Regions from separate parts of the Mus musculus genome. Here all the other regions are linked to region 4. The links are chromatin contacts, called in public promoter capture Hi-C maps. All regions are on one chromosome and are shown on one strand. The core of a region is the stretch at or near the end of the contact, and the rest is flanking DNA. Distances in the headings are between cores, read along the strand shown.

Region 1 (5,731 bases), core at 2,735-5,234, 1.1 Mb before region 4:
ATAAAAAACAACTAGGGGAGAAATGAGAAGTGGAAGATAGTGGGGGGAGGGGAGGATGTGTACTTCCAAGGAAACGGCCTTAGGTAGCCCTGCACAATACAGAAAACCATTTTAACTAACTGAGAGGTTAGAGGCAGCGTCCATGGCCCACAAGCAGCTTTTATTTGAATACTAGAACTGCTTCATGGCCACAAGTAAAGTACAATATTGGTATGTCTTTTCTCATTGAAGGAGATTTGAGAGGACCCTGGCTTTAATGCTTTATCCCTTTTCTGTTGTGTGTATGGGTAAGGCTCTCACTGGAATACAAAGCCTTGAGAACAGATTTGTGGATTTGCTACTTTGTGTATGCTTAGAAACGACTCAATCAAGGCTCCTTTCTCATCTGGGGGGGGGGCGGGGAGTCCCCAGTGTATTCCTTATGTAGTCATTGAGAGGACTATGGCTGGGCGTTGATGGCACCAAACTCTTTTTTTTTTTTTTTTTTTTTGTTTTCAGCTTTCTTTTTTATTTTATTTATTTATTTTTATTTATTTATTTATTTAGTTATTTATTATATGTAAGTACATTGTAGCTGTCTTCAGACACTCCAGAAGAGGGAGTCAGATCTTGTTACGGATGGTTGTGAGCCACCATGTGGTTGCTGGGATTTGAACTCTGGACCTTCGGAAGAGCAGTCGGGTGCTCTTACCCACTGAGCCATCTCACCAGCCCGGCACCAAACTCTTAATCCCAGCACTCAGGAGGCAGAGGCAGGCAGGTCTCTGAGTTCAAGACCAGACAGAAGCACTTTACTCAGTCACCTACCTCACCTGTCCTAAAGCACTAATTCCTACCTAAGCAGTTCATCTGTTTTTTGTTTTTTTTTTTTTATGGTATTTTGGTTAATTAATTAAGGGCTTTGGATAGAACACAGTAGCAGACTACCTGCTTATCATGTGTGAGGGAGGCACTGGGTTCAATCCCCAGGATTAAAACAAAACACTTATTTACTGACTGGGTAACCCAGGCTGGATTCAAACTCTCCAGCTCTCCTGCCTCCACCTCCAGGGTACTGTGATTATAGGTATGTAGTAGCACAGCTGGCTGGCGACTTGATTTGTGTGTCTGTGTGCACATGTTCCTGTACATGTGTGTGTGCACAGGTGTGTGTGTGTGTGTGTGTGTGTGTGTGTGTGTGTGTGTGTGTGTAAAGAGGCCAGAGGTCGATGTCAGGTGCCTTCCTCATTTGGTCTCTATTTCTGAGACATGATCTTCACTGAATCTAAAGCTTGCAAATGTGGCTGGACATTAAGCCCTAGATATCCTCGTCTCTACCTATGTAGTGCTGGGATTATAGGGGTGAGGATCAACTCAGGTCTACACTTCAGTGACAGGGCTGTCCCCTCAGCCTCTGCAATCTGATATTTTTAAGTGATAGTTTAGTTTGTATCTCAATGAAAGCAATATGGTATAATGGGTAAGATGTGTTCATTTAATTGTGTATTTTAATCCTGTCATTTTACTGGGCTAGATATATAAAAAAAATTTTTTTTTTTTTTGCCTCTAGGTCTTTTAGTAAACAGTAGGTACAATCAACACGGATGAACTATTCTGTGAATTACAAGTTAAAATTATGTCAATTTAAATAGGGTTCTGAAACCACGCATTATATCCATCCTTGTCTTCTTGTCTGAGTGGTTCACAGCACACAAATGCATAATTGCTGACCTAACGATACCATCACTTCAACTTACAATGCCTCTACTTTAACAGACTTCTAACAGTCAGTATCATACATGAGACTAAGCCAATTTATAGTGATCTCTAAAGTGACAAGCTAGACTCTTTGGTTGTATTAAGATATGCCTTTTGCCATTTCATTTACATACCAACCATTATTATACCCAAATACTCTTCTAAACCATGGCCTTCGAATTTGGAAATTGTTTTCTGCACGAAGCCTTTGTTGTGTTTTCTAAGGGGATGTGTGCACGTGTGTTTTTGTAACAGGATTTGACCTGTAACTATCACTGAGAATTTTCTTAGAGGAGTTCAAAGCATTTTACAGGGATCATGTCATTTACCCTTCCAAAGTAAAGCATGCATTGATCTCCTCTACAGACCCAGAACACTAAAGGGCCAAGGTAGGCGGGGTTTTTGTTGTTGTTTTGTTAAGATCAAAAAGTAATTCTAGGGCAATTCCAGATTCCGGTCTGACCTTGTTACATGATGCTTTTGCAACCCTTCTGTGCTAGGTTTCCAGTGGTTTTCAGAACCAACGTCTTACTCATTCCTGGTCCTTAAAAATGTTAAAAGGTATAGATACAAAAGAAAAAATCTTCAATCATTTTTATATGGATTTTTGGGTTGTTTTCAAGACAGTCTGACTACAGACAGACCAGGCTGGCCTTTAAATTGTGATTTCACTGCCTCCTAAAGTGCTGGGATTACAGGTGTGTCCCACCACTCCTTGGTTCTTATATAGAGTCAAGAAAAGGAAACTTATTTTGCCTTTTTCCCCCCTTTTGGAGACAGGGTCTCAGTATGTAGCCCTGGCTGGCCTGAGATCTGCCTGCCTCTGGCTCCTCAGCTCTGGGACTATTAGCATGTTCTACCACGCCTGGCTCTCCTAAGTCTTACTTCCTAAGTGCTGTCTAATAGAGAAATAACACGGAATACAAAGATTTCTAACAATTATACGAAATATACTGAATTCAGTTCAGTATGTCCAGACTACTAATAATTAACATGTAGTTTAGAATTATGTAAGACATCTCACATTCTTTTTCCTGTCTAGCTCTTCAAAATCAGCTGTGTACCTCACTTATGCTTACAGCACGCTCAGACCTGGAGACCCTGCCTTTCACACACACAGAAAGAAGCCACATGTGATTAAAGTGGCCCCACAGATCCAATGGGACAGCATCGATCTGTACTTCTGAAGCTTAGATTGGTTCAGGTGGATCCAGTGGGTGGTATGGGAAACGGATCCCTAGTAATCTTGTAGATTCAGCTCTGCCTATGTAACGGCTACTAAAAAACCCCTGCTTGGCCACGTGCTGCTTCGTTTGGGAGCTGCGGACTCAGGATCTAGAAGGTTGGTTTTACCTCCCTCATTGTTGTCGAATCATACTGGGACAACCTACAGGACCTTGGTTGACATCCTTCGTGAGACCAAGGGCAATGGAACTTTCTAACGTCTGGCTTGCATTTTTTTAAGAATCTGGTTTGTGGCTTGTGGAAAGAAGGCATCAACCTGGGGAAGAGGAAGCCTCATGGGACCAAAAGGCCCCTTGAGGGCAGAGGCTCAACTTTGATAGTTCCTGAAGCCACAGGCTCCTCTTGTGACGTAGGTGGGAGTTTTCTGTGAACCTTTCAGCAATCTGTCTGTCTGTCTGTCTCTGTCTTTTTAATTTGGACAGTCTCTTGCTCTGTAGGCCAGGCCGGCCTTGAACTCATGGCCATCCTCCTGCCTTAGCCTCATGCCGGGATCACAGACGAGAGCCATCAAGCTCGCTTTCTCCATCCGGTCTTGAAGACACACGCTTCAACTAGATGTTCCTGGTGCTCCAGAAGATGGGGATGTCAGTGACCAGGTTGGGGTTCGCACCCCGAAATACAGGCGTGAGGGGCGGGTCTCGGCTTGGGCCCGCGCCGCCCCATGTGACCCGGTCCGACGTGGTGTCGCCTCCTCTCGAGGAGGCGGTGGCGTCTTCGGCTGTGCGTCGAGCCGGCCCCGCGGCCGCTCATGAGCAGCCAGGGCCGCTCGGGTCCCCCCGGGAACCGCGGGCCCAGGGAAGGCGAGGGCGGGGAGGCGAGGAAACTGCAGGAGGCGAGGGTCGCGCGGGGAAAGCAAGGGAAAGGGAAAGGGAAGGGGAAAGCAGGTACCGGGCACGGCGGAAGAGGAAGCGGGGCGGAAGGAAAGCCGGGCCTGCAGCCGGAGAGGAAGGCAGCGGGGCCGGCGGCTGAGGCAGGCCGGGGACAGGAAGGCGAGGGAGGCGAGGAGGAAAGGCCGAGAAGCTCCGGGAAGCGGGATGAGGGCAGCGCAGAGCCGGGGAAGGAGGAGCGGAGGGTCGGGGCCGGGCGGCGGGAGGACGACAGCCTGGAGAGAGGACAGGAGCAGGGACCTCAGGCGTGCGGCGGCATCCCGGGAACCCGGACGGCCATGGCGGAGGACGCGGCGGAGGATGCCGCAGCGGCGGCCGTGGAGCCGGCCACCCGTCCGGCCGCGGGGCCCGCGCTCTGGCGCCTGCCGGAGGAGCTGCTGCTGCTCATCTGCTCCTACCTCGACACGCGGGCCCTCGGCCGCCTGGCCCAAGTCTGCCGCTGGCTGCGGCGCTTCACCAGCTGCGACCTGCTCTGGCGCCCGATAGCCCGGGCCTCGCTCAACACCGGCTTCACGCGGCTCGGCACCGACCTGTAAGCGCCCGCTCGCCCGCCCGCTCCCCGCCCCGGGCCGGCCAGCGTCCTGGGAAAGGGCGGGGCGCCGAGGCCTGGTCGGCTCGGGACCGTGTGGCACCCGGAATACTGAAGCCCAGACTTGCCCCCCACCCCCTCCCTCTCCCCTCCCCCAGCACCCTCGAGGAATACTGGTGTCACCCCTCTTCAAGATTCCCCAACCCGAGGAAACTTCCGGAGAGCATTCCTCAGTCGGCACCCTCCCCCGTGGGCGGCTACTCACAGTTAGCCATCCTAAAATGAGTATTCCCAAAGGTTTGGCTCCCTGGGTTCCTTGCCCTGTGTCCTGTGCGACAGACAGGACCTGAAGGGTGACTCCTGCTGGTTCTAGGGCCCAGGCCCAGGTCCACCAACGTGGTTTTTGTGGCCTTTCGTCCTGCCCACCCTCTCAAAGGTTGTTAGGTTTCAGGGCTCAGATCAAATTAAATGTGCAGAAAAGGGCTCAGAACCTTAAAAAAACAAAAACAAAAACAAACAAAAAAACCTTTCAGTTCCATTGTCAACCTATTTTAGGACTTAATTCAGGTGGAAGGACCCACAAAAGATGTCTGTGTGAGGCATCAAGTTGGATTTGGGGTAGGCGGTATCCAAGATAGGCAGTTTGACCTAGTAATATCTGAGACCCGTGGATGCAAACCATTCCTAAAACACTCAGGCTGTTAAACAGGAAGGGGAGAGCGTGTATGACAGTCACAGAACTGGTCAGGATAAACGCTTTCAGACTGCACCCTGCTCTTGCTTTGTTGTAACATATGCGAATATAATAAAGTTTTAAAAAACCGTAAGAAATGATCATTTGATGCACTCCTATTTCCATTTTAAAAGTTTTTCAGTTGCACACCCCCTAACCCTACTACCCCCCACCCCCCACCCCACTTCCCCATCCTAACAGAATGAATGCTTAATGAATGATGTAATAGATTTGGAGGTATGTCATACGCCATGACATAATTTGTCTTGAATTAACTCCTTAGAATAAAAATTTCAAGGTAGCCACTATTGGATTAAAGGTTTTGATGGGCAGAGGTCACAGTATACCAGCAAAGAATGAGTGAGCCGGTTTGATGAGAGAATTAAACCACATCTTTAGTGGGTGAGTGATAGTAGCCAAAGCTCTGTTATTTTGTATCGCTCTGCGCTAGCCAGGATAAATATTTTGCCATGTGTCTGTTTCACCTGTGAGACTGTTTCTTCCTACTCCTTGTCTCTGGGGTCTTGGTGTTTTTGTTATAAATTTGGAATTTTTCTGGGTCATAAATGTTTGACTCTTGTCTGTCATCTTTGATGATAG
Region 2 (6,304 bases), core at 3,589-6,088, 1.0 Mb before region 4:
GGAGGCAAGGTCAGAGCTTGCCACCTCTGATGGTATGGCTTCAGGAAGCAAAAGAACAAGCCAGCAAAACGCTTGAAGTGCAAGCCTTGCCTCCCTCCCGTCCCCTTCTACACAGCCTCCTCCGTGATATGCTTTTCCAGTTGTTTCTATAACGCTCGGCCTGAGCAAGAGGCTCACTGGTCCTCTCATTTGTCTGGAGGTGGGGGACAGGCTATACCAGGTAAACAACTCCACTGGGCTTCTGACGTTCACACTGTTCTCAGAGACAGTCTTGCCCCCAACGACCTCCATTTTCCTACCATGCACACTGCATGCTGAGATCCCACCTCAAGCCTAAGGCCAGATGCGTTCAACTTATCTCAGTCTCACCCCCCCACACACACACACACCCCTCCCAGGCCCACACTTACCAAGGAGTTCACTGGTCTTCTCGTCATATTCTTCTGCCATTTCCTTCCCGTCTGGGAACAAATAGTGCACCATCCTCTTCCCTGCACACAGAGAGGAGAGCACCTTACCTCAGGCCTTCCTCTGCCTTGTCCCCTGCACACTGAGATGTCTGCCCCCGTACACTGTGAAACAGCAGCGGCCCCAAGAATGTCTACCAGAAGCTGACTCGTGGCCACCAAGGCTTGCTTTACATGGGCCCCAGACTCCCTTCCTTTTTCTGGACATGGCTGCTTCTTCCCAACTGTGGAACTTGGCTCACTCTTTAAAACCCAGTTCAAATGTCACTTTCCCTGGGAAGTCCCCGTCACCCCTTCCTTGCAGCTACAAGCATAGCGAGGGCTTCTTCCCCTGTGCCCCTCAGGGTTGGAGTCTAGCTCACAGCAGAGCGTCTACCCACCACGATAGTGTTACCAGCATCTGAGACAAGTGCATTTCTCTCTGCACTTCTGCAACCAGGGCTCCATGCTCTGATGCGAGCTGGGTCCCCTGACAGGCAATTCTTCCTGGCCACACTGCCACCCAGCCTTCCTTGACACATCTCATGGCCATTCCTGGCAGAGCCCAAGAAAATACCATCGTGTATTTTCTTCCCCCCACACGCTTGGTTTATGATTTCTATGTCTCTTGTGTGAGTCTTTGGTTATTGTTTGTCTCTTCTATTGGACGGGATGTGTTTGGTGCCCATGGTTTCCCGAGGTCAGCCACTGTACCTGTTATAACAGGAACTCAAATGCTCTCCACAAGAATGAAAAAGCATTAATGTACCAACCACTAAAAGATAAGGGAACTCAGGGGAGTCCCCCAGCCCACAAGCACTCGCTCAAGGGCAGAGCTGTGTAATTTCTTCTTTTTCTTACAGGCAGGTAAATGGATACAGGCAGCCTCCTCGGGAAGACTGACAAAGGGTCTTCCTAGGCAGTGGACGTGTACCCTCCATCAGCTTCAAGAACAGGAACCCTGAGGTGGCTTTGTCCTGTGTAACTCACTCTTCTAGGACACAGTTCCCCGAGTCATTGCTAACTGGTATTTCAGTCCACTGACCCCAAACTTGCAAGGTCTCTTGGCAGACCCTACGTTTCAGCACCCTTAAAAATCTGATTCACAGATACGAGTACTTGCTCTGCAGGCATGAGGAACTGAGTTGGACTCATCAGCACCCTACATAGCTAGGTGTGGCAGTGCATGCCTGTAACCCCAGCATTGGTGGGCAGAGACAGGCAGGTCCCCAAAGCCAAAACGGAGCTGCTGCTTCAGTGAAAGGCTGCCCTAGGCAGAGAGTAACAGAGGATTAAAGCAAAGGCCTGGACTTCACACACGTGACACCCTGTCTTTGTGCTCCTGCAACTCACATGAGAGCATCACACACCCCACAAATACTACCTCATGACCCAAAGCAGCAGAAGCAGATTTTACACGCACTGGCATGTTCACGTTCAAAGCAGCACTATTCACAACAATCAAATGGCAGGAGCTACCCAAGCACCCGTCCATAGACGAAGGAACAGAGATCAGGAGTACACACCTACAGTGGAATAGCTTGAAAACAGAAGGATGATGTTGGGGGCAGGGCAGGGGTGGAATGCAGTCAGCAGAGAGCTTGCCATTCAAGTTTGAGGGCCTGATGGATCCCCAGCATCCATAGACTGGGGCAGTGACATGAACATATAATTCCTCCACTGGGGGACGCAGACGCAGCACACACACACACGCACGCACACACACACACACACACACACACACACAAATGTTTAAAGAGTAAAAACCACCGTGGCAACTGTGAGGAAAGACACCCTAGTCTGACATCTGGCCTCCACATAAGCACACACAAAAAAAAAAAAAAAAATTAAAAAGGAAATTTGGATACACATGATGACATTGATGAACTCTGAAAACCTTTTGCTCTGTGACATAATTAAATATTATTTGATTCCATTTACATAAATCTCTTAGTCAATTTAATTGAAATACAAAGTAGCTAGGGGCTGAGGAAGAGGGGTGTGGAGTTGTGTTTTCTGGGTGCAGAGTATTGGCTTTGAGAATGAAAACTTTTGGAGCTAGATATTGGTGACAGGTGCAAACAGCAGGACCGTCCTTAGTGACCCCTAACTACACACCTAAAATTGATTGTGACAGTACATTTTGTGCTGTATGTATGTATGTGTGTGTTATATAAAATAAAAACAAAAACTGGGAGCCAGGTGTGGTGGCGCACTCGGGAGGCAGAGGAAGGCGAATTTCTGAGTTCGAGGCCAGCCTGGTCTACAAAGGGAGTTCCAGGACAGCCAGGGCTATACAGAGAAACCCTGTCTCGAAAAACCAAAAAACCAAAACTGGGTCAGGCATGACAGTACATGGCTTAGGCCGGAATGTATTCAAGGCCAGCTCAGAGCAGCCAAGACTACATAGTGAGACCCTGTCTCAAAGAAAAAGACCTCTGTCTTGTAAAGTGTGTCCCAAAGCTGCATACTGTGTGGCTGTGACACATGGCCATCAGTCTGCATCTCTCCATTTTCTCCCACTTCCTCTTACAGCCTATTTTCCCTGTATCTGGCCCCGGATGCTGTGCAGGCAGTCCCCGAATGGTGCCTTCTTTCCTAATACTTGACATTTTGCCATACACTCTCACACTTATACATGTGCACACTTCTTTTGTCTCTATGTGTGATTCCTTCATCTCCACTTACCAAGTAACTATTAAAAATTCCTTAGGGGCTAGAATATCACCTCTTCTATTTAGTGATTATCCAAAGAGAAAATTATTTTCACCTCTGTGCTTTCTTAGCATTTCACAGACTATCTCAATCTTTCCTTCCTTCCTGTCTGTCTGCCTGACTTCCTCCCTCCCTCCTCCCTCCCTTCCTTCCTTCCTTCATTCCTTCCTGAGTCTCCTGCCTTGACCTCCTGAGTGCAGAGATGGCAGGCATGGGGCTATCCTTGCCTTTCTAAGATCCCAACCTCTATTTAATACAAGCTGCTATTTCCTTACATATTTTTTTCTTGATAATTTTATGATCCCAGGAAAGCATAAGCCATGGTTGTCGTCTTCTTGTTTGTTTTAACTTTGCTATTGTCTGTTTTTTCTATCTGCTCTAGCACAGAATTTGGCACATGGCAATGGGTTCCCTAAATGCTGTAGGGTAGGAGCAAATGAAACCTGATTTTAATTTCTGTAAACTTCAGGCACCTGCCTGTGGATGTTTTAAAGCTAGCTGTTAGCTTTAAAGCCTCAGGAATTCAGACCTAAGGCACCCTGGCTGCCAGGTGGGTGGGTCTGTGAAAGACCTCAGGGGCACAGGGCACTTAAACTGGCCACTTGCAGGATGAGGAAAAGCTGACATCTCAAGCTCCTGTTCTTAGTCATTTAGACCTTAGCCCTTGCTCTATCTCCCCTAAAGATCAGGGGGCAATTTAAAATCCACATCATAAACAAAACATAGTTAGAAAACAAGGACCTGGGCTGGTGAGATGGCTCAACAGGTAAGAGCACCCGACTGCTCTTCTGAAGGTCCTGAGTTCAAATCCCGGCAACCACATGGTGGCTCACAACCATCCGTAACGAGATCTGACTCCCTCTTCTGGTGTGTCTGAAGACAGCTACAGTGTACTTACATATAATAAAAAAATAAATAAATCTTTAAAATAAAAAAAAGAAAGAAAAGAAAAAGAAAACAAGGACCTTAGAAACAACACTGGTAGCCCACCCACTTCATTTTATAATTGAAGAAAATGGGGTCCTAACAACTGAAGAGGTGAATCGATGTTAGAGTTGATCTAAAACCCTGGTGTCTCCTTTCTATGCCATTGGGGCTGCTGTCATCAATAGGACCCCCAAATTGAGCTGCATGGATCCCAGATGACGAATTATACCTGATTATCTGCAAAACCTGGGTTTGGTCTAAAACCTTCCTGGGTTTCAGTTTCCTCGTCAGTCAAATGGGGTGCAGAATTAGCCTCTTGGTACAGCCCTGAGGGACGATGATGAATGTAAAATGAATTATTGGGAAATACCAACAAAACTCTGAGCGGGGAGAGATGATATAAGGAACTCTTGAGGTGGGTGACCAAAGACTTGGGTTCCACTCGGGTCATCTCCCTGGGCCGGTTTCCTCTGCAAAAGCAGGAAGCTGGCATGGCTGTAGGCTGCTGCGACAGGTCCAGCTCTGCCCACCCAGGCTGAGGCCCTCCCTGGGGGAGCGGGCGCATAGAGCCCGCCCTGGGGGGAAGGACGAGGGGTCTCGAGTTACCATCCTGCAGCAGTGCCGTCTTCTCGGCCGACCGCAAAACCTCCAACCAGCTAGTCACCGCCATCTTCCCTCCGCCCAGGAACGCGCCGGGCCACTGCCATGGCAACTACCCGACCGATGATCACTTCCGGATGACCCGGGAAGTATTCTGGGAACTGATTTTTTTTTTTTTTTTTCCCCTCTACCCCTTCCTCCCCCAATCCGTTTTCATTGGCTCCCATGGTGAGTTTATTTCTCTTTGCCGGGAGATTCTAACCTACTTTGGACCGGTCCTGGGGCCGGGTGGGGTGGGGATGCTCCCAGAACTTTTAGGGATCCAGCACCAACTCTCTTCTGGCCCCAGCTGGGAGTCCCTGGTTCACACCAGCTGCTCACAGTGGATGTGGCACGTCTGCTTCGGTCTTGCCCACCTCCAGCTGTGAGGGCTCCCTACATCTGCTGCGGCTGCACTCCACCTCCCTGCAGCTGCGGGGCTCAGACCCGCGCGATGGGGCTGCTGCGACAGGGACAGGTGCGCAGCGTGCCCACAACTTTCCCTGAAGCCTCACTCCCCAGGTTTTCTTCTGCGAATGCACATTGAGGCTAGAGAAAGATGATGCGAGGTTTATGTGACATGTCCCTTAGACTCCAATTCGTTGGGGAGATGAAGACTCTCCTAAAGATGTAGTCCGGTTCCCAAACCCGTCATCATTTTGGAAAAGTCTCTTGGAAGGGGACGCAGAGGCTGACTCTGCGCTATATTCCTCCCCCCACCCCCACCCCATGTTGTTTCCTTTCGATCCACACCTCCCCTACACCCACAAGAATCCCAACCTTTCCCTGGCTTCCCTCAGTACGACTAGGGTTGAAAGGCTGGTATGTGTGTGTGGCACTCGGATTAAATCACTTAAGTTTAACTGGGGTTTCCGAGACCTCTGAGAAAGGGACCTGTTACCCCTAAACCCCACCTCTATGCCAAATTATTAAGGGCTGGCTCTCAATCCTTTAACAGAAAGGCCAGGATCCAGCGCCCTTCAATGGACCCTCAGGGCATCGTGAAGGCCTTTCCCAAGCGGAAGAAAAGTCATGCAGATCTATCTTCAAAAGCACTTGCAAAGATTCCCAAAAGGGAGGTGGGAGAAGCTAGAGGTGAGCCGGTCCACCCTCACACACTGGAACGTTCAGCCTTCTTGTTTTCAGCTAGAGTCAGATTAACAGAAGTGACCTAACCTGTGGCCAAGATCAGGTTGGCCTCAAACTCGAAAAGCAAAACAAAACAACAAAAAAGGAAGTTTGCTGAAAAAAACAAAACAAAACAAAAGCAAAAACAAAAACAAAAAACCCCTGGGGGGTATCGCTAGCAAGCAAGCCTTTAGCCTTTAATCCCAGCACTTGGGAAGCAGAGGCAGGCAGATTTCTGAGTTCGAGGCCAGCCTGGTCTACAGAGTGAGTTCCAGAACAGCCAGGGCTACACAGAGAAACCCTGTCTTGAAACTAACCACCCCCCCCCAAAAAAAGGAAGTTTGTTGTACGTTTGCGGTAGAATTCTTTGAAGGTATTTTGTTCTCTGGATGGCAGGAAAAGGAAGGGAGGTGGCTTCGAACAGTTCATTATAGCTCTGACCTACAACT
Region 3 (6,305 bases), core at 799-3,298, 1.9 Mb before region 4:
GCCTCACTGAAAGCTTATAACAGAAAGAAAATAGTATAACTACCCTTGGTCTTTGCTTCCATACCTCTAACAGGCAACTCTGTCTTGATGACCATGTAGGTGACATAAAACCAGGTGCCCCCTATTCTGCACAGGGACTTTCCCTCACACTTAAACAAGATCAGAGCAAACAGTATGGCAAGGTCAGCCCCGTTTTTCTCATGACATGGGACAAGTTCATCACAACTAATACAGAGGTGCCATTGAAATGGGTGATTAAGTTAGCAAGAGCCACTACCCACTCAGAAGCAATCTTCAAAACACTAGTCAGCCAGGAACTAGGCTGCCCTGCACAGATGCCTTGCCAGCATGGCTCCTGGCTACCCGGACAGGCTGGTCCCCAGACCCTCCTGGCTGTCAGTTTCCTTTGCATTATTATCCCAGTGACACACGGGGGGGGGGGGTAACCTCAGCTCTCTACAGCCCATCTCCCATCTCCAGAGGCAATAAGAGGATGCCACATAGGAAAAAGATTCAGCTTTAAAGGGTGTGTAACCTGCAAAGGCATCCCTCACTTCAGGACCACCATTTGCCAATACCCCAAGGCAAGGAACTTTTCAGGATCATACAATACAACGACTGCCTGCCTGAATGTGGCCACCTCTGAATCTATTTTTGGTTCAGAAAGACCACAAGGACTTGTCTCATAACACCTGTTTTGTCTGAAGGCTGACTGAAGAAACAGGATGCAAAAAAGAATAGGAGACGAGAAAGTGCCATTTCTACCCCCAAAGACAGCCAGCCCATTTGGAAACTGATCTTTTACAGGGCATCTTTAAACTTCGGCTGAAATCACGAAGACAAGACAGAATGCGCTTCTTCATTCCTCCTGCCCACTCAGGTCTCTGTCACGCACCTGGTGGCGAGCTATGATCCCCTTCAATCCCGAGCTAATGCTTGGCTCTCCCGAAACCTGTTCTTAACTAACGTCCTAAAGCTAAAGCAGCTGCAAAGCCAGAAGCAAGCTCTGCAGAGAGAAAGAGAACTGTGCAGAGTAAGCAAAAAGTTTATCTGGAAGAGCTGCTCTGTCAAACTTCAAGAGCAACAGCTTCGCACTGAATGACAGAAGCTCCTGCGCTCGGGAAGGTCCCGAAAGAAGACTGAAAGAAGGCCTCTCCTCAACTCTTCCCTCATCAAAGGCACAATGCCCTCATCTTGCTCCCTCCTAACCCACAGGGGCGTCCTGGTTCCCGGACCGCCCTAGACTACGCGGTCTTGTGCCCTCCAAAGCCCTCTCAAATGCTCTCCAGGCCCCGCCTCACTCCCCCCCCCATCCCACCCCAGCCGCCCCCTGGCTCCCCCAAGCCCACTAATGACCCACCACAGGCGCCCCCTCCTTTCTCCACGTTTACAGTTCGCTCTTACAGTCCCCCCTCCGCTTCTGTATACACCCCCAGTTCTCGGTTGTCCTAATCCGGGTTAACCCCTCACTACTCAAGGGATCCATTAACCCTTTGTCCCCATTCCCAACTTCTGTCCTAACTCCTTCCACAGCACCAGGAAGCTCCTGGTTCCCCAGTACTTAAACCGTTTTCTTCCTCCCCCTTCTGCAAATTACTTCGTCCCGGGTGTTCGAAGCTTTCCCGGCCGGACCCCGTCCTCCCGAGGCCCAGAGCATACCAGTACTTGACGATAGCGGTAACCTGGAGCGGGTTCGGCTGGTCAGGGTAGAGGCGGCGACACTCTCCGTAGATGGCGTGCAGTCCCGGGGGAAAGAGTGAAGCAAAGGCCGGAGGGGCACTAGGGCCAGAGGCCGGGGGCGCGGCGGGACCGGGGGCGACGCTAGGCCGCAGCTCCGCCATTGGGGCGCGTAGGGCGCGCGGAGAACCCGGGAGGGTAGAGGAGGGAAAGCGCCCCTATGGGCCAGCGGACCCACTGTGGATGAGACTCCCCGAGGCGATGGGGGCTACGGCGAGGTCTAACTCCGCGCCTGCGCACGAGGCTCCGTCCGCCCAAGCCGGAGCCTTCAAGACGTCGGCCAGAGGATGCTGTGGGACCGCGGGGAGCTCCAAGGGGCGGGGCGTCAGCGTGCCCTTTCCTGACACCTATTGGCTAGTGTCTTTGCCAGTCACAAGTGGGGAAGGCGTGACTTGACAATAGACTCCGCCTCCCTGCCCCTGGGTTGGGAGCGTCCCAAGGATCTTGGCCTCCCCCTAGTGTTAGGAGGAACCCAGTTTAGAACAGAGACTTGGTACCTTGAGGCGCCAGGGTCCTATGAAAGCTCTACACAACTACTAAGAAGCGCTTAATATTGTTTTACTAATACACAATTTTAAGATAAGCTTGACAACTAATTCATTAGACAGTATGTCATTATTATTAATGTTACAACTCTAATATTTCTTGGAACTATTGACAAAAAGGGTAACTCGAAATGTGCCTGGGGAAAATGCCTGGCTGTTTTAAAAAAAATTTACCTATTCTTTCTCTTCGCCTGGATGTTGTCATCCATCAAGGTCAAGAAAAATAATAAAACAATTTCTAAACCTTTAGATGATATTTTAGGCCCGTGGTTTTGTGGCATCCAACGTACAGGTATTTTTTTATAACCTCCATTGGCTTTTGCTTCATGGGTTTTGTCTTGTTTTGCTTTTTGTTTCATTTTTTTGTTTTTCGGGACAGGGTTTTTCTCTATAGCCCCTCGCTGTCCTGGAACTCTGTAAACCAGACTAGCCTCGAAAGAGGTGGGATTAAAGGCTTCCAGCACCACTCCCGGTGCTGCTGGGATATGTGTTGGGCAAGCATTCTACCACTGAGCGACAGATGTTTATTAATGGTTTGTATTGCCCAAGTGAAGGAATGGCTGAGAGATAGAACTACTCTGTAAAATTCAACCGCCCCTGAAGTACTGACAAATCCAAACCCAACTACTCACAAGTACTTCAGACTCCAAAATTTAAGAGTGTACTGGAAACCCCTTCGAAGGGATCTCAAATCCAGTCATGCAAGATAATCATCAACACTGTGGCTCTTTAATCTACAAACACTACAGACCCCACCATGTGTAGGAAATACACTGTCCAATCTCCTAAATCCGATCGGGCTGGGACCCGGTTTGGAGCGCAAGCCCTGGGGCAAAGAATGCTGGGGATTGTAGTTCCTCCGAGGCGAGGTCGGGCGGCTCCCTGGATGCCCAGTACCGGCGACTAGACTGCGCATGCGTGTCAGTGGCGTTTGCTGCGGACCGGGCTGGCAGTTCCTTCCTCGGAGGGAAAGATTCCTCTGCCATGGAGTCCTACGATGTGATCGCCAACCAGCCTGTTGTGATCGACAACGTGAGTAGCATCTTTCCTATCTTTAAAGGGACTGTGTTCTCCTCCAGGAAGGATTGTTTCCGCGGTTTCAGCCTAGGCCGCCAGCTCTTTGTCACTGGCTCGGCCTGTCAGGCGGGTTCAGCTGCCGCCGCCCGCGTCCTCCTCACATCCATAGTTTGAAGGCAGGGCGGCCAGCCAACATCCGTGTAATGGAGAATTTGAGGGTAGACAAAGGAAAGAGCTGTAGCCCGGGAAGGGTCCGTGGACCCTTGGCTCAGGGGGCCTTAACCGTTCTCTTAGAGCCCGACACCCGCCTTCGCTCTGGTTTTCCATCACTCAATTGGCTACTCTTGCTGTCTATCTTAGCCTATTGGTCCCGCCTTTGGGCCTTGCCGGATTAGAACAGCACTCCGCAGTCATTGGCTCCGGCGCTTGTCGCTCTTCCGGTCGCCATAGTGTTTCCCTTCTGTAAGGGGCGGTGCCGTGCAGTAGAGCTGTAGGGATTGGCTCGGCAACTCAGGGTGCGGAAGGCGATGGCTGGTCCACCGGTGAAAAAGGACAGTTTCCTTGGGTGTGAGCTGGAGGGGCAATTTAGTGAACTGTATCTGGGTGGGGCCGGACAAACCGGTACCAGAAATGGCCATGGGATTTCAGTTATTTTTGTGATTATAAATTATAGTTAGTCAAGGTAAAGAAGAAAGGGGGGTGACAAAGCAGGCGAGATGCTTTGATGTTTGCAGTGCCCAGGTGAGAGGCAGGGGGATTATCAGACACAGTGGTTGTCAGGTGCGCTAGCGTTTCCAGGACGCTTTGCACCAACATGCAAGTCGAAGCCTCCCAAAAAGTGAATGGTTAAGGAGGAAGTTTGCCCCTCTTTTCACAGTACGAACACGGAAGGTGGAGGTGACCAAGGTCATACAGCAATGGTGCCCCACAACTTCATCGCCTTATCTAAATGGCAATCCTTTGCTAAGCACCGCTCCACACATGCATCGATAAAGACAAATAGAAAGAACTTAAGTATTGCTTTTATGAGGAGGGACATTTGTCTTAATTTCTGAGTTTCACTCAAAGGTTTGGTCCCTCCCACACTGGTTAGAATCTTCCTACTTTCTGGGTCCCTCCCCTGAGGCAAACTACCAGTTCCCTCTGACCTAGGCTGACCTTTTCAGAGTCACTGTGATGTTCCGGCCCTCTGGGACCTGGACATGCCACTAGGTCCTTTTCTTTGTGTCGTAGGTGGATAGAGGTTGCTTTCTCCTGTTTATGCAGGAACAGGAGGATTGGGGAGGTTTTTCAAACCACCCACTTTAGGAGTTAAGGATCCAAGACTCACAAAAAAGATCCAAGACTCACACAGGAATCTGGTTCCAAGTTCTTCAAGGAAGGCGGTTTTATTTGTTGTGAATTTTTAAAAGGGAGGCTGAGGCTGGGGTGTATAGCCCAGATGGTATTGCTTGTCTGACATGCGTGAAATCCTGGGCTCCCTCCTCAGCACAGCATAAACTTTTGGTGTATAATCAGGTATAGTGGTCCGGGTCTGGAATCCCAGCACTAGAGAGGTGGAGGCAGGAAAGTCAGAAATGCAAGGTCATTGTTTGAAGCCAGCCTCTAAGATGTGGCATTGTTGGAAGCAGGGGGTGGGAGCAAGGTTAATTAAATGTGTTACTTTGGGGGTTTGTTTTGGTTTTGGTTTGGTTTGGTTTGGTTTGGTTTGGTTTGCTTTGGTTTTTTGTCTTCCTCACTAGCCTCAGTAGACTTTTTAACCCTTGTGGGTAAGGAAGTGAGATCCTTCATTCTTTATTAGTCCCTCTACCCACTCAACACAGTACCCAAGGCCCTCATATGCTCCGCTTCTCCCCCCTTCTCCTCTCCTCCTCTCTCTCTCTCTCTCTCTCTCTCTCTCTCTCTCTCTCTCTCTCATTCTCTCTGTCTGTCTTTTGTTTGTGTGTGCACACACGTACAAAAGCATGTGTGTTCATGCCTTTAGAGACCAGAAGAGGTCATTCAGTTCCTTAGAGCTAGAGCTGCGGGCAGATATGGGTCATCCAACATGGATACGGTACAGAAGGGATCCAAACCCTGCTCCTCCCAAAGGGCTACAACTAGTGCTCTTAACTAATGAGCCATCTCTCCAGCCCTCCACTGCTCTCTCTACCCACCTCTCTTTACACGGTACCTAAGGCCTGGTACGACTATGTACAAAATAAAACCTTATTGGCTAAGTGGGTGAATAGACAACTAGTGATCTCTGTCATGATAACAAAGATGTCCAGTGTTGGGGCAGGGGTAAAGGACCCAATCAAGATAGGGGACTCAGAAAAAAAAAAAAAAAGATAGGGGACTCAGCTATGTAACATTGTAAATGAGTGATTAACACTTTTTTCTTTTGTTTGTTTGAGACGGGGTCTTTGTAATATTTTGTTCTCAATGTTAATATCTAGACAAACCAACTACTTAAGTCTTTAGCCAGTTCCTATGTGTTAGCTCTACCTTTTCCTTAGTTGTTGAAAGAAAAAAAATGTATAGAAAAATCTATCTCGAGCCGGGCGTGGTGGCACATGCCTTTAATCCCAGCACTCGGGAGGCAGGGGCAAGCGGATTTCTGAGTTCGAGGCCAGCCTGGTCTACAGAGTGAGTTCCAGGACAGCCAGGGCTACACAGAGAAACCCTGTCTCGGGAAAAAAAAAAAAAATCTATCTCAGTCTGCAGAAATGGCTCAGCGGTTAAGAGTGCTCGGTACCCTTCCAGAGGACCAAAGCTTGGTTCCTGGCACCCACATAGACAGGTTGTGACCTGTCACTGAAGCTCCAGAGGCTCAGACATCCTCTTCAGTCTGAGAGCACTTGCACTCACATACACAGACTCCCACACAGGACATACACATATACACATAATTAAAAGAAAGGCTTGCTGGGCACATGCCTTTAATCCCAACACTTCGGAGACAGAGGCAGGTGGATTTCTGAGTTCAAGGCCAGCCTGGTCTACAGAGTGAATTCCAGGATAGCC
Region 4 (5,821 bases), core at 1,478-3,977:
AGTATGGTTTCTGGATTTTGTAAAATTGTGTGTGTGAGATATCCAAAGAGGATGACCTGAGTACAGTGCCTGTCGAGTTTCCCGTGACCACTGACCGAATGTCAGCTCATCTGCAGTGGCAAGTGAGTCAACACACACTCTGTTTAGGGGGTTGCTTCTTGACAAGAGTCTTACTATGTAGCTTTGGCTGAGATTAAAAGTAGAGTGTTTTCTTAAGGTAACTTCATTTCCTTTGGAAACCTGACCCATAAGAAAAATGTGTTTCTCCTGCATCAGTACAAATAAACCCATCAGACTTAGTCACTATTTTATTGCTCCGAAGAAAGACCATGACCGTAACAACTCAGGAACAGTTCATTGGGGGTGTGCTTACAGTTTTAAAAGCTTGGTCCATTATCAGCATGGTGGCAAGCATTGTAGGCATGATGATGGAGATGTAGTTGAGAGCTGCATCCTGATCTGGGTTGTGAGTGGGTAGGGAGGACGGATGGATAAGAGTCTGACTGGGCCTGCCATGGGCTTTTGATCTTAAACCCCACCCCCATTGACATACATCCTCCAACACGAACATGCTTCCTTACCTTCTAACCCTTTCAAAGAGTCCCACTCCCTGGTGACCAAGCATTCAGGTATACGAGCCTTTGGGAGCCATTCTTATTCAGACCATCACATCATTCAACTTAGATATGGGCTCCATTAGTGGATTATCTGGGCAGTTAAAAAGTGCAAAATTAGGGAGTGGAACTGAAAACGTTACTTTTTGAAGAATTCTTAGATTTATTGCGGGCTGCTGAGATGGCTCAGTTGGTAAAGATATGTGGTGAACACCTGATATCAATCTTTAGGCCCTACATGGTTGGAGGAGAAAATCCATTACTTCAAGGTGTCCTCTGACCTTTGCACATGTGCTATATATAGTGTGTGTGCATCCACACTTGCACACAGAATAAATGTCATTTTAAGAAGTTTTTTTTACAAAGATATACTCTTTAATCATCTCATTCTTAAATATTTATTTATTTATATGAATGTATATGGCTGTGTGCCACCAGGAAATGATGTTGGATATTCTGGGACTGGAGTTAGGCAGTTAGAAGCTGCAATGTGGGTGCTGGGACTTGAACCTTAGGACTTTAGTGCGATTTCTTTTGTGATGCTCCATCAGTGTGGTTGGTACTTCTGCTTTATTCCCTAATTTGGGAGTACTTTCCAAGGTTCAGCTGTGTGTGTGTGTGTGTGTGTGTGTGTGTGTGTGAGAGAGAGAGAGAGAGAGAGAGAGAGAGGAAGAGAGAGAATCTCCTGTAGCCCTGGGTGCCCTTGAACTTGCTGGGTAGCTTGGGTACCTGAAGATGACCTTGAACTTTTGACCCTCCACCCTGAAGCCACCACGACTACTGGTTTCTCTAGTGCTGGGAAATAAAACCAGGGTTTCAAGCCTTAGGGCAAGCAAGCACTCTCAGCCAATCCACACCTCTAGTTCCTAAGGCTCAGACCTTGTTCACTCCCCAACTCCACCCCCATCACCGGCTCACCTGTGATAGGACACTTAAAAAAAAAAAAAAGTTAAATGTTTAGTTGTAGCAAGAATGGTCCTGGCACAGATGGTGCCACACATGGGTGTCTATCTGGTTTCAGAACTGCCCATCAGATAATGGGCACCCCAGTTTCAGAGGTGACCCGGGTAGAACTCACCATGCATCAAGTGGCACTTTTGAACCAACTTGGGCATCTTCACCTGCCACAATTACCTCCACAGTTATCTCAACTTGAAAAGCATCTGTGATATCTTCACATTCTCTTTTCCTCTGCCTCAAGGTTTTAACTCTGTTATCAGCGACACCGGGTCTCCCTTGCTCTTGGGCCCCGGCTGTCTTGAATCCTTTCCTTTCTCAGTCAGGAGAGCCAGGGCAGCTCTCCTTCAGTCACCAGTATTAATCCTGACTTTCTTCACCGGTCCCTGGGCTGCTCTATTCCTCTTGTAATTGGGTCCCTGCCTTCCTCTCTTTTTTCTCCAAAGGGATCCATACTGCCAGATACAAAATACAATTGCCACTAGTGCCTCTGACCCAATAATTTTCAGTAATTCCCTGTTAACCGCAGAATTAATTGGTATTCCACAATTTATCTATCAGTACTTGTTCTTGATCAGTCTCTTTGACTTACTGTATGGGAAATGCCAGCATGCCCATTAGCTGCTTTGGCCCCCCTTTTTGCTGAAATATCACCTAGTGTTCTTTCAGCTCCAAGGAGTAATGCCCATGTCATGTGCCTGAAATCTTCCATGAAGTGCCTGGTTCACAGTTGTCTCTTTTTCCACACACAGCCGTTAATCAGTTTGTGGACACCCTCTACTAGTAGGCTCCAGTGTGCACCACTACTATTTACAACCTCGATTGCTTTTTAGCTAAATAGATCACACTGAGAGCTCATGGGCTTCCCTCACTTTAATAACTACATAATAAATTGAATTAGTGTTTTCCCTTTCTATACACAGGAGCCTGACTCAAATAGAATAGACTAGCATGTACTGGTGTGGGGGCTAGAACTGTGCAATCCCAGGGCAAGTGAGGCAGGCCCTGCTGGGAAACCTCTGCGCTATCGCTCTCGGTGCAGATTAGTGTTGAGGAGCTCAGCTAGGCGAGCAGAGGGAGTGGGTCGCCAGCTGTGGCCAGGGCAAATTGACTTTTGGCCCTCGGCAGCCGCCGTCCGCAGCGCGGTGCGCCCTTGGTTGGGACAGGACCGGCCCAGGCGGTCGCCTGTGACCCCTGACCTGGGCGCTCGGAACAGGTGGGTTTCCCCTGCGGGTCTGGGGTCCCGGAGCACCGCTCCTCCCACGGGAGGACGCCGGGGAGCTCGCCTTGACCACACCCGGGCTGCCACGCCTCTGGAGCACCAGTACGAATCCCCCCAGCTGGACCCGGTCCCGCTCCCCTTGCCACACAGTGTCCCCAACCCCGCCGAGGTCCAGCAGCGCTGCGCGCGCCTCCGACTGCCCCCCAAGCCTTGACTTGACCGGGCCCTCAGCCTGCACACTGTCGCGGTGCCCTGGCCAGTGGTAACTGACCGTCAAGCGCCTTGTATGGCAGTCAGCAGGCGAGAAGCCGTGTTGACCTTCTCCCTAAGGACTGGACTGCCAAGGGTCGTCCTCCCTGATAGTGGTTCCCCGACCCTATCAGCCCGCCACTGCTCTGGCTGTTCTGATCCTAACGAGGGTTTTTCTTATAAAATGATGCCTCAGAGCAAAGTGGATGAAAAGAGCATTTCTCAGCCGGGCGTGGTGGCGCACGCCTTTAATCCCAGCACTCGGGAGGCAGAAGCAGACGGATTTCTGAGTTCGAGGCCAGCCTGGTCTACAAAGTGAGTTCCAGGACAGCCAGGGCTATAAAGAGAAACCCTGTCTCGAAAAAAACCAAAAAAAAAAAAAAAAAAAAAAAGCATTTCTCCCGTCCTTCTGTCAATGGTTTAAGCACGTCATGAAAGCTTTGCTTAAATTAATATAATGGTTAAAAGCACGGGGTTTACATTGCGGCTTAGCCGGCTGTTTTCTATGTAAAACAAAGTAACAATTTATAGAAATTTCTAGTTGTGCCTGGCAAATGCGCTGTTGCTGGTCGCTGCGCTTCTGTACAGGATGGTTCTGACCAGCAGGTGGCACTGGTGACGAAATAGTGTAGTTCGCTGGTCACTGATAAAGCGGAGCTTCAGGAGTTTAGAAGCTCCCAGAAACAAGCTTAACTGACAGCCCCAAGCTTTTTTCAAGCTGGAAAGTACAATAGAGATTAAGTACTATTATCGCCTGCTTTTATAGGTGAGGCTGACCTGACTGGGTTGCTCAAGCAGGTCACAAATAGTTCTAAGTGTCCTTCTTTACCTTTCAGCCCTTTCGCTGGCCCGTGAGGATGAGACCTTGAGTATACATTAGAAGTGGAAATCACAGAGTTAAAATGAATGCGGTGTGGGGGCTTCACACTTGCCAAGTAGAGACAGGACGATCATTCTCAGTTACCTAGCAAGTTTGAGGCCAGTCTGGGCTACGGGAGACCATGCGCCCCCTCCCGCAAAAGGAAAGGGTCTGAAAAGATGGCTCTGTTGGTAAGAGCACCCGCTGGGTTCCCGGGGCGCTCACATTGTAGCTCACAGCCATCTGTAGCTCCAGTTCCAGGGGCTCCAACACTCTCTTCTGGCCTCTGAAGGCATTAGGTACCCGTGTGGTACACAGACATACATGCAGGCAACACACACACATATCTATGAATGTTATAATTTTAAATATATTAAGATAAGTTCTTACTTTGTATGTAGTCCACGCCAGGCTTGCCTGAACTTATGATTCTAATGCCTCAGCCTCTTGAATGCTTGGATCATAGATGTACATTATAGCTAGAAATATTTAATTATCCATTTCCCTTGGGAATTGGTACTCAGAGGACAGATGTGTGTCAATGACATAAATACAGGGTTCCCTGGCACAGATACAATATTTAAAACCAAGGGAATCAGGCAACGTCACTGAGAAATTACCTAGTTTGATGGTTATTGTCGGTAGAACTGTAGTAACCAATGTTGATTAAAGACCTTGGGAGTTTAGATAATCAGTTTTAGCCATTGGGTAAGCGAACTGTCAGATGAGCTTGTTTTTCTCATTCTGTTTTTTGCTGGACTACTTCATCTTGTAGAGAAGAGAGACCATCTCTGTGTCCACAGACGCTCCCTGGATCACTGGCCCTAAGATTTTTTTTTTAATTATTATTTCTATTTTTAGTGGGCCAAAGGTCATATATGTTTCCCGGAAACCATGAAGTTGAAAGAACTTGAGAAGCCAGCTGTCCAAGCGTGGAGCCCGGCCAGGCAGTACCCTGTGTATCTGGCCACAGGTACGATGACACGACAGACCAGGAGCTACTAGAAGTCAGCCATCAAAGGAAAACTCAGTATCTAGAATTCCTTAATGACCATGAGAGACAGCTGTAGGATTATGTCAGGTTGGGTACCTGGTAACAGCCTTGGACTAGGGCCTGAGGGCGGCACCTCATGCTTTCCTTGCGGTTACCTCTAGAGAAAAGGATGCTCCTATCTCTCTTCTGTTCTGTTTCCTCCCCGCTCCCTAACCTATTAGTACCCAGTATTTTCCCATGCATACATTGTTGCTCATTTGCTGCCTCTTCTTTCCTTTCCATGTGACTAGGAACATCTGCTCAGCAACTAGATGCCTCCTTTAGCACAAATGCCACCCTGGAAATATTTGAGATTGATTTCAGGGACCCTTCTCTGGACTTGAAACACAAAGGAATTCTTTCTGTCTCCAGCAGGTACTATGTTGGGTCTATGAGTGGGTATTCAGGTCAGACCCTGATGGATATACTGATAGAGGGTCCTAGGGGTGGTGTGTGCAATTCAGGGATCATGGGGGTGAGAAGTATGGGGAACAGGAGTTATGTTTCAGAGGAGGTCGTGCTGGTCAAAGGGACTTGAGAACTAACCACTTTCACCTTACTAGGCAGTGGCAGCAGCAGCAGCAGTATCAGGCAGCGTGCAGGTGATAGAGCTATCTTGCACAAGCCAGGACTACCTGTATCAGGTCTCCTTTTGAACCCATGGACATTGATTCCTCCCTCCCTTGGCTTTTGTTAGGACAGCAAGCTTACACAATACCACACTCTTCTGCCAACAAGGAGGATGACGAACGATCTCTCCTCATGGCTCTTGGGTGTTGATTGGGTGTCGCAGGTTTCGTGGCTCTTGCGAGCTGGATGCTCTGCTCGTAGGTTTCTTGGCTGTCTTGTGCAAGAGCAATGAAAAGAGGATCATTGATCCTCTCCTT
Region 5 (5,886 bases), core at 3,268-5,767, 1.8 Mb before region 4:
GAACCTGCACCCACAGAGCTCCTGTGTCCAAGGTCAGGTGCCCATTTTTCCAGAGACCCCGAGGCAAGCTGAAAAGCTCGAAGAAGAGAGCAGGCCTCCCGCTGCTCCCGGGAACACCCTAGATGAGGTACTGCGAGAGGACCCACAAAGGGCCTCGGGGTGGGAAGGGAAGAAGCGGAACCGACTGTTGGCCTTTGTGCCCACAGGCAGCTGCGGCAGAAGAACTGCCAGGAGTCGATGTGCTCCTGGAGGTCTTCCCTACCTGCTCTATGGAGCAGGCCCAGTGGGTGCTGGCCAAAGCTCGGGGGGACTTGGAGGAAGCTGTGCACATGCTGGTAGAGGGCAAGGAAGAGGGGCCTCCAGGCTGGGACGGCCCAAGTCAGGTATCCTCTCTCAGCCCCCCCCGCCCTAGTAACCTCAGCTCCATTAGGCCTTCTTGCTAAGTGCACAGCCTGCCTGTCCTCATCGCTGCCCTTCTTGCTAAGTGCATACCCTGCCTGTCTTCATCTCTGCTCATGTTGTTACCACTGGGCTTAGCATAGGTCTCCCGTCTCTGCAGGACTTGCCCAGGCGTCTCAGAGGCCCCCAAAAGGATGACTTGAAGTCTTTCATCCTTCAGAAGTAAGTCTGGGCTGGGCAGGGCCTTGGAGGGTCTTCCAGGTGGCCGGAGCTTCACCCAGTCCGTTTGGCAGGTACATGATGGTGGACAGGGCGGAGGACCAGAAGACTCACCGACCTATGGCTCCCAAGGAGGTAAGAGGGGGTCTGCAGCTGGGGGGTGTGGAATGAGCTGTGCCAAGCCCTGGTTTTCGTCATTCATTGCTTGATTGCCTGACAGGCCCCCAAGAAGCTGATCCGATACATCGACAACCAAGTAGTGAGCACCAAGGGAGAGCGATTCAAAGATGTCCGGAACCCTGAGGCCGAGGAGATGAAGGCCACATACATCAACCTCAAGCCGGCCAGAAAGTACCGCTTCCACTGAGACAGTGCTGGATCCTGCCGAGCACTGCTGATCCCAGAGGGATGCAGACACCCTCCCATCCACCCTGTCCCTTCTGGAGGCCCTTGCTCTAGTGTTCTATTCTTGGGGCTTCCTTCAAGAGCACAGTAAAAGTGGTCCAAGGAAGGTATATGCTCATTCTGCTCATTTCTGCCCCCAGGGCAGGGAAAAAACCTGTCTCTCTGACTAGTTCCCAGCTTCCCGTCCCCTATGCACCACGCAAGAAGGGGTAAAAAGCTCTTTATTTGAAATTCCAGGGTGGGACAGGGGATTTCACAGGCCTGTCAACCACAGGCCCCCACAGTTCAGTTTCCCTATGGCTCAGGGTCAAGCCCGGGCTACACAGTCCAGCTGTGCTCCCACCCCAAGGAAAGTTAGTCAGACCTGTAGGTTGACAAAGGGTGCGAAGCCTGCCATGTCCTGGAGTAGCACCAGAGCCTGGTGCAGGGGTGGTTCCACGTCGATGTCCACACCACGCTTCCGCAAGCGGCTCAGGCTCGGTTCAGCCACATGGTGGCAGTGCCGCACCCGCAGAGAGCGCAGCGCCGGGCAGTACTCGGCCAGTGTCCTGAGGGAGGAGTATGGTGATGCTAGGTGCTGAATCTCACGGTCTGGAGGGCCAGCCCTCTAAACCCGCAGCTGGCTCCAGCAAGTTCTAGCTTTCCCTCCAGCTCAGGGTCTGCTCTTTTTTACTGTACCTAAAGGAAGGGGCCAGGAAGGAATTACAGACTCCAGGCTCATTTGGGGTTTCTGGTTCTTAGAGAGTACCAATCCATAGTTCCTTCCAGTGTTTCTAGATTACCCACCTTGTTGCAGAAATGCCAGAAATCAACTTTATGTGACATTTCTCAGTGTGTCAATCTTGGCTCCCAAGTCTGTTTATTTTTTGTTTTTGTTTTTTTTTTGGGGGGGTTGTTTTGGTTTTGGTTTTTGGTTTTGTTTTGTTTTTAATTGTACACTTTCTAGCCTAAAAAATGCCAGAGGTCTTTCTAATGGGTCTTTGACAAGTACAACCCACCTCCCTATCCCCAAAGTGACTGCCCACTTCCTACAGTACCGCCCCCATGCCCAGGCACCTGACACCGTCGCTTCCGACCCGAAGGCAGCCGGTGAGGTCTAGGTGCTCGAGCTGCGGGCAGTTTCGAGCCAACTCTTGAACCGCAGTGTCCCCAACATTGGCGTTGACTGCTAATGAGAGGCTGCGGAGGCCCGCGCCGCGTCTCTGCGCCAGGTACACGATGGCCTCGTCCTTGAGTTGACGACAGGCGGTGAGGTCTAGCTCCTCCAGAGCCGGGCAGCGGTCAGCGAGGCCACGCAGTGCCAGCCCGTCCACCCAGTCACAGTGAGCGAGGGAAAGGCGCTGCAGACGCGGGCAGCCCTCAGCCAGCGCCCCCAGGGCTCGGCGACTCAGTTGGCCGCAGCCGGCCAGCGCTACGCTCCGGAGCTGTGGATTCCGTGCCAGCACCGGCACCAGGTCCTCGTCCGACAGCCATTCGTGACACGGAGCCAGCGCCAGCTCCTGCAGCCCCTCAGCATCCCGCAGTAGCCGGGCTAGTGCCGCCCGTGGAATCTGTGGACCCACCTACGGGCGGGAGACACGGAGACTCAAGTCTGTCCCCGGGGCGGGCCACTGCCTGGCAGCCGCCTAACTTCGGGACTTTGCCCCCTGCCCTCCCAGAAGGGACACCGAGCTCCCTCCGAGCCGCTGCCCTCTGGAATTCTCCACGTCTCACCCGGGGTCGGGAAGGGTTTACCGCGCAGCAGGGGCTGGCCTGGAGGCGGGGCGACGGTGGTACCCACGCGGGGGCGTGGCGTGGGCGTGGCTCCGGGCCCCGGCTCACCTGAGCGGCGTCGAAGCGGCGCAGCCTCGCCAAGTGCAGCTGAACGAGCGCCCGGAAGGCGCGACTGACGCGCTGCAGCCGGAGCAGCTGGCGCAGCGGGACCCAGTTCAGGACGTGCGGGAGCAGCACGTCTTCCCAGGGCAGGTCCAGGAGCCTGAGGGGGAAAACGGCGTTGACGTCCCCGGGCCGCTGTTACGTGCGAGTCCTTCTGTTATACCCGAGAGTCCCGGCTGGCAAGAGGGATCCGCGTCCGGCCCAGACTCGGCTGCCCTCCCTCCCTAGGCCCCTCCAGTGCTCGGTACCTGACAGCTCCTGGTTCTTGCTCCCCTCCGGACTGCTCCATTGGTGGCTCCATCGCTGTCTACTGCGCGTGCGCAGTAAGCTCCACTCGCTTTGGCCTTGAAGCGGCTGCGGCGAGCCCGCCTCCTTGGTCGGAAGAGACAGACCGATTTAATCGAGTGCGGTCTCACTGAGAATCCTTGTCAGGAAGCTTTTCGGATGGATCCCGAAACTGAGGCAGAACGGACCAGTGATGTACCATTAGATGTCTTCTCAGCTACAGGGCTTGAAGCCCGAGGCTGGAGTAGCGGCGAGCGAACACTGCTTTCGGTCTCCGTTGCGGGCCAGTAGCCGCCTCTGAGTGGTGATGGGAGGAGCAGACAAGGCCAAAGGCAGAAGGGGCGGAGCCAGGACTCCTAGGTTACCCAGTGCCTCCTTCTGTCCTCTGGTCGCCTTTAAGCGACTTTGGAAAAAGAAAAGGGGGAGAGGCTGCCCAGACTATAACTAGCTGGTATGTACTAGGTGCTCAATAAGCAACTGCCAAAAGACTAGATTAAATGGGCGACGCTAGGGCTTTTACTCTCAAGCACACTTGTTTAAACCTGCCATTTCTTGTGAAATGCACAATCATGACATCCATCTCTTTCCACTTCAGGGCAGCGTAGTCCGGCTCTTTGCCTAAGGACAAAGGACTATATAGGACCAGCCAGGTCTGCTTTCCAGCGGTCCAGAGTCCGAGAGGAATTGCCTGCTCAGTGCAGGCCACTAGCCGTACTGCTTTGACTGGTCCTGGATTAATTGTAGGGACATTGTCTTCCCAAAGCTCAACCACTAGGCTCCCCTTTCACTGCACCCCCAGATACTAAGCCCAAGTCCCTCTCTGGAGAACCCCTGGCGTAATATTTTCCTCCAACATCTGAGGTGGGTGTGGGGCATGCGAAAGACTGTAAGACCGCTGCATCCTATCTACATGATTGCGTGCCCTTATGCAAACATTTCAGCCGCTTCGTAACGAAAACTGCTTCCCATCCTTATCAGGGGTTTGGGTACATCAGCAAAGGTAGGAAGGACCGTCCATTTTAAAGACAGGCAAATCGAGGCTCTAGGGAGAAAGCTCCCTAACCAGGATCAAACGAAGCAAGGATAAAGAACCCAGAAATCCTGGTTTTCCCAGAATTCCTTCTACACTACCTCATTACTGAATTGTAGCATAAAGAGAAAAGCCAACTAGCACCGGAAAGACACAAGAGGGTGAAGGTGGATGAGGGGATTGCTTCCTCGTCTCAGTCTACTTGGGGAAGGGGTAGCCTGGAAGGATCTCTGCAAGATTGATGTGGGCGCGCACCACCTCCGGGCGCGCGCCTCCACACCCCCCCCTTTGTTCGCGCCTCTGCGCTTGCGCATTACGACAAATCTGGCGCTGTCCCCTTCAGCACCTCGCGGAACTCGCGCCACCCCTCCCCGCGGTGAGCCCCGCGCACCCCCGCTTCGAACGTCCTCGCACCCTCTGGCCACCCGAATCGACCCTCTCTTTCTTCCCAGGTCATAACTTGCCGGTCTTGGCCTTCCAAAGGAGAATAGTTACCATAGTAACTCGTGTGGCGTTTTCCTAAAAGAGCCAGACCCTTTTCCACCCTGGCCAAGGGCACAAGGTTTGCCTGTGCTTCTTGTCCCAGTCTCGGGGTCATCCCTTCTAAACTCTCGTCCCTGAAAAGGCGGGACGATTAACCTAGGCAGTAAGGAAGTTCCTCCTGGAGTCTGATTTATCCTTCCTCTGCACTCCGGGTTGGGGTTCAGGACAGGACTCCTGGGTCTGAGGTTCAGAACCCCAAAGTGTTTATGACTGCATTCGCTTAATGTCCCTTCCATAGTTGGGTCTTCTGGTTTTAGGGGGCGGGTCCGATCTACTCCGTACCGTGTGCTTTGCGTGGCCGCGTGCTTGTGGGGGCGGGAGCGCGTGTGGCATGTAACAGGTCATGTGGCAGCCTCCTAGGGACACGCGTGGGGTCTGGAGCAGGACAGGCGTATGCATCTGGACCCTACGTGTGGTTCAGATGATGGACGAGAGAGAACTGAACACGAGTGGGGTGGGGCATATGAGGGTTTAGGGAACAGAATGGGGTCTTCCACATTCTCCCTTTCCTCTGGTGTGAGTCTTAGGTAGTGACTAGGTGGTGACATTCTTTGGGACTTAGGGCCCTGGGAATGGAGGGAGGTTGGGGGGGGGGGATTAGCGTTGCTTGAGCAGAGCGTGGGGAGGGGTGGAGGAGGGACTGAGAGGCGGGCGGGCGGGCCTGGAGCGAGCGGGAGCCTTGCTGCTTTTACAGCTGAGCGGGGCCCAGCCTCTCTGCCTCTCTTCGATTCCAGCTCCTGACGAGCAGCGGTGAGTACTGGGGTGCCTTGGAGGAGGGCCTTCACAGGGGAGGTCCAGGCTCCTGTTGAGCTTTAAGAACCTGTCTGGCTGGGGTGCTGCTCCTGACAGCTTTCTCTATGCTGCTGCTTTGCCATCAGAGGCCCGGTTTTCCTTTATGGTCTCTTCTGGGCTGGGCAAGATATTTCATATCCCTGGAGTTGAGGGAGAGGGATGTGGTGCAGCCCCCTCACCCACCCAGACTTGGTTACTGGTGTGGGGAGGAGAGAATGTGTGTCTCTGATTCTGTGAGCAAATATGCATTTGTGTTTATGATTGTGACGAGGAGGTCTCTGATACACCTGTTTCTGTGTGCATCAGAGAACGAGAGCCTGAATTTTGGGAACCTCTTT

What was found. Promoter capture Hi-C pulls out the DNA fragments that hold promoters and counts their contacts.
Region 1: a promoter capture Hi-C map of liver shows a contact between it and region 4, with 5 times the contacts expected there. The contact joins the promoter of Fbxw4 here to the promoter of Sec31b in region 4. A contact is called at or near these places in 3 of 39 promoter capture datasets (hippocampal neurons and liver).
Region 2: a contact with region 4 is called in a promoter capture Hi-C map of liver, with 3 times the contacts expected there. The contact joins the promoter of Poll here to the promoter of Sec31b in region 4. A contact is called at or near these places in 2 of 39 promoter capture datasets (hippocampal neurons and liver), 1 of 484 Hi-C or Micro-C datasets (uterus) and 1 of 115 datasets of contacts at active chromatin or transcription factors (pancreatic cancer cells).
Region 3: a promoter capture Hi-C map of liver shows a contact between it and region 4, with 3 times the contacts expected there. The contact joins the promoter of Sufu here to the promoter of Sec31b in region 4. A contact is called at or near these places in 3 of 39 promoter capture datasets (liver and pre-B cells), 1 of 484 Hi-C or Micro-C datasets (B cells) and 1 of 115 datasets of contacts at active chromatin or transcription factors (embryonic stem cells).
Region 5: a contact with region 4 is called in a promoter capture Hi-C map of pre-B cells, with 5 times the contacts expected there. The contact joins the promoter of Psd here to the promoter of Sec31b in region 4. A contact is called at or near these places in 3 of 39 promoter capture datasets (liver and pre-B cells).

What each region holds. Positions count from the first base shown.
Region 1 is chr19:45,658,446-45,664,176 of GRCm38.p6, reverse strand. Fbxw4 (F-box and WD-40 domain protein 4) reads left to right here and starts at 3,984. Exons shown (of 9, transcript NM_013907.2): 1 at 3,984-4,401. The coding sequence starts at 4,148.
Region 2 is chr19:45,559,098-45,565,401 of GRCm38.p6, reverse strand. Poll (polymerase (DNA directed), lambda) reads left to right here and starts at 4,838. Exons shown (of 9, transcript NM_020032.3): 1 at 4,838-4,916; 2 at 5,686-5,822. The coding sequence starts at 5,711. Dpcd (deleted in primary ciliary dyskinesia) reads right to left here and starts at 4,817. Exons shown (of 6, transcript NM_172639.3): 1 at 4,695-4,817; 2 at 411-491. The coding sequence starts at 4,758.
Region 3 is chr19:46,392,639-46,398,943 of GRCm38.p6, reverse strand. It overlaps Sufu (SUFU negative regulator of hedgehog signaling), which reads right to left and starts at 2,048. Exons shown (of 12, transcript NM_001025391.2): 1 at 1,660-2,048. The coding sequence starts at 1,841. Actr1a (ARP1 actin-related protein 1A, centractin alpha) reads left to right here and starts at 3,203. Exons shown (of 11, transcript NM_016860.2): 1 at 3,203-3,314. The coding sequence starts at 3,267.
Region 4 is chr19:44,542,754-44,548,574 of GRCm38.p6, reverse strand. It overlaps Sec31b (Sec31 homolog B (S. cerevisiae)), which reads left to right and starts at 2,727. Exons shown (of 26, transcript NM_001033343.1): 1 at 2,727-2,787; 2 at 4,763-4,874; 3 at 5,186-5,309. The coding sequence starts at 4,796. It also overlaps a transcript of Ndufb8 not described here.
Region 5 is chr19:46,325,787-46,331,672 of GRCm38.p6, reverse strand. Psd (pleckstrin and Sec7 domain containing) reads left to right here and starts at 4,517. Exons shown (of 18, transcript NM_028627.2): 1 at 4,517-4,589; 2 at 5,451-5,506. Fbxl15 (F-box and leucine-rich repeat protein 15) reads right to left here and starts at 3,489. Exons shown (of 4, transcript NM_133694.2): 1 at 3,147-3,489; 2 at 2,845-2,998; 3 at 2,080-2,585; 4 at 1,227-1,571. The coding sequence starts at 3,199. The coding sequence ends at 1,382. It overlaps Cuedc2 (CUE domain containing 2), which reads left to right. Exons shown (of 9, transcript NM_001164291.1): 5 at 1-127; 6 at 207-383; 7 at 560-621; 8 at 693-753; 9 at 839-1,861. The coding sequence ends at 985.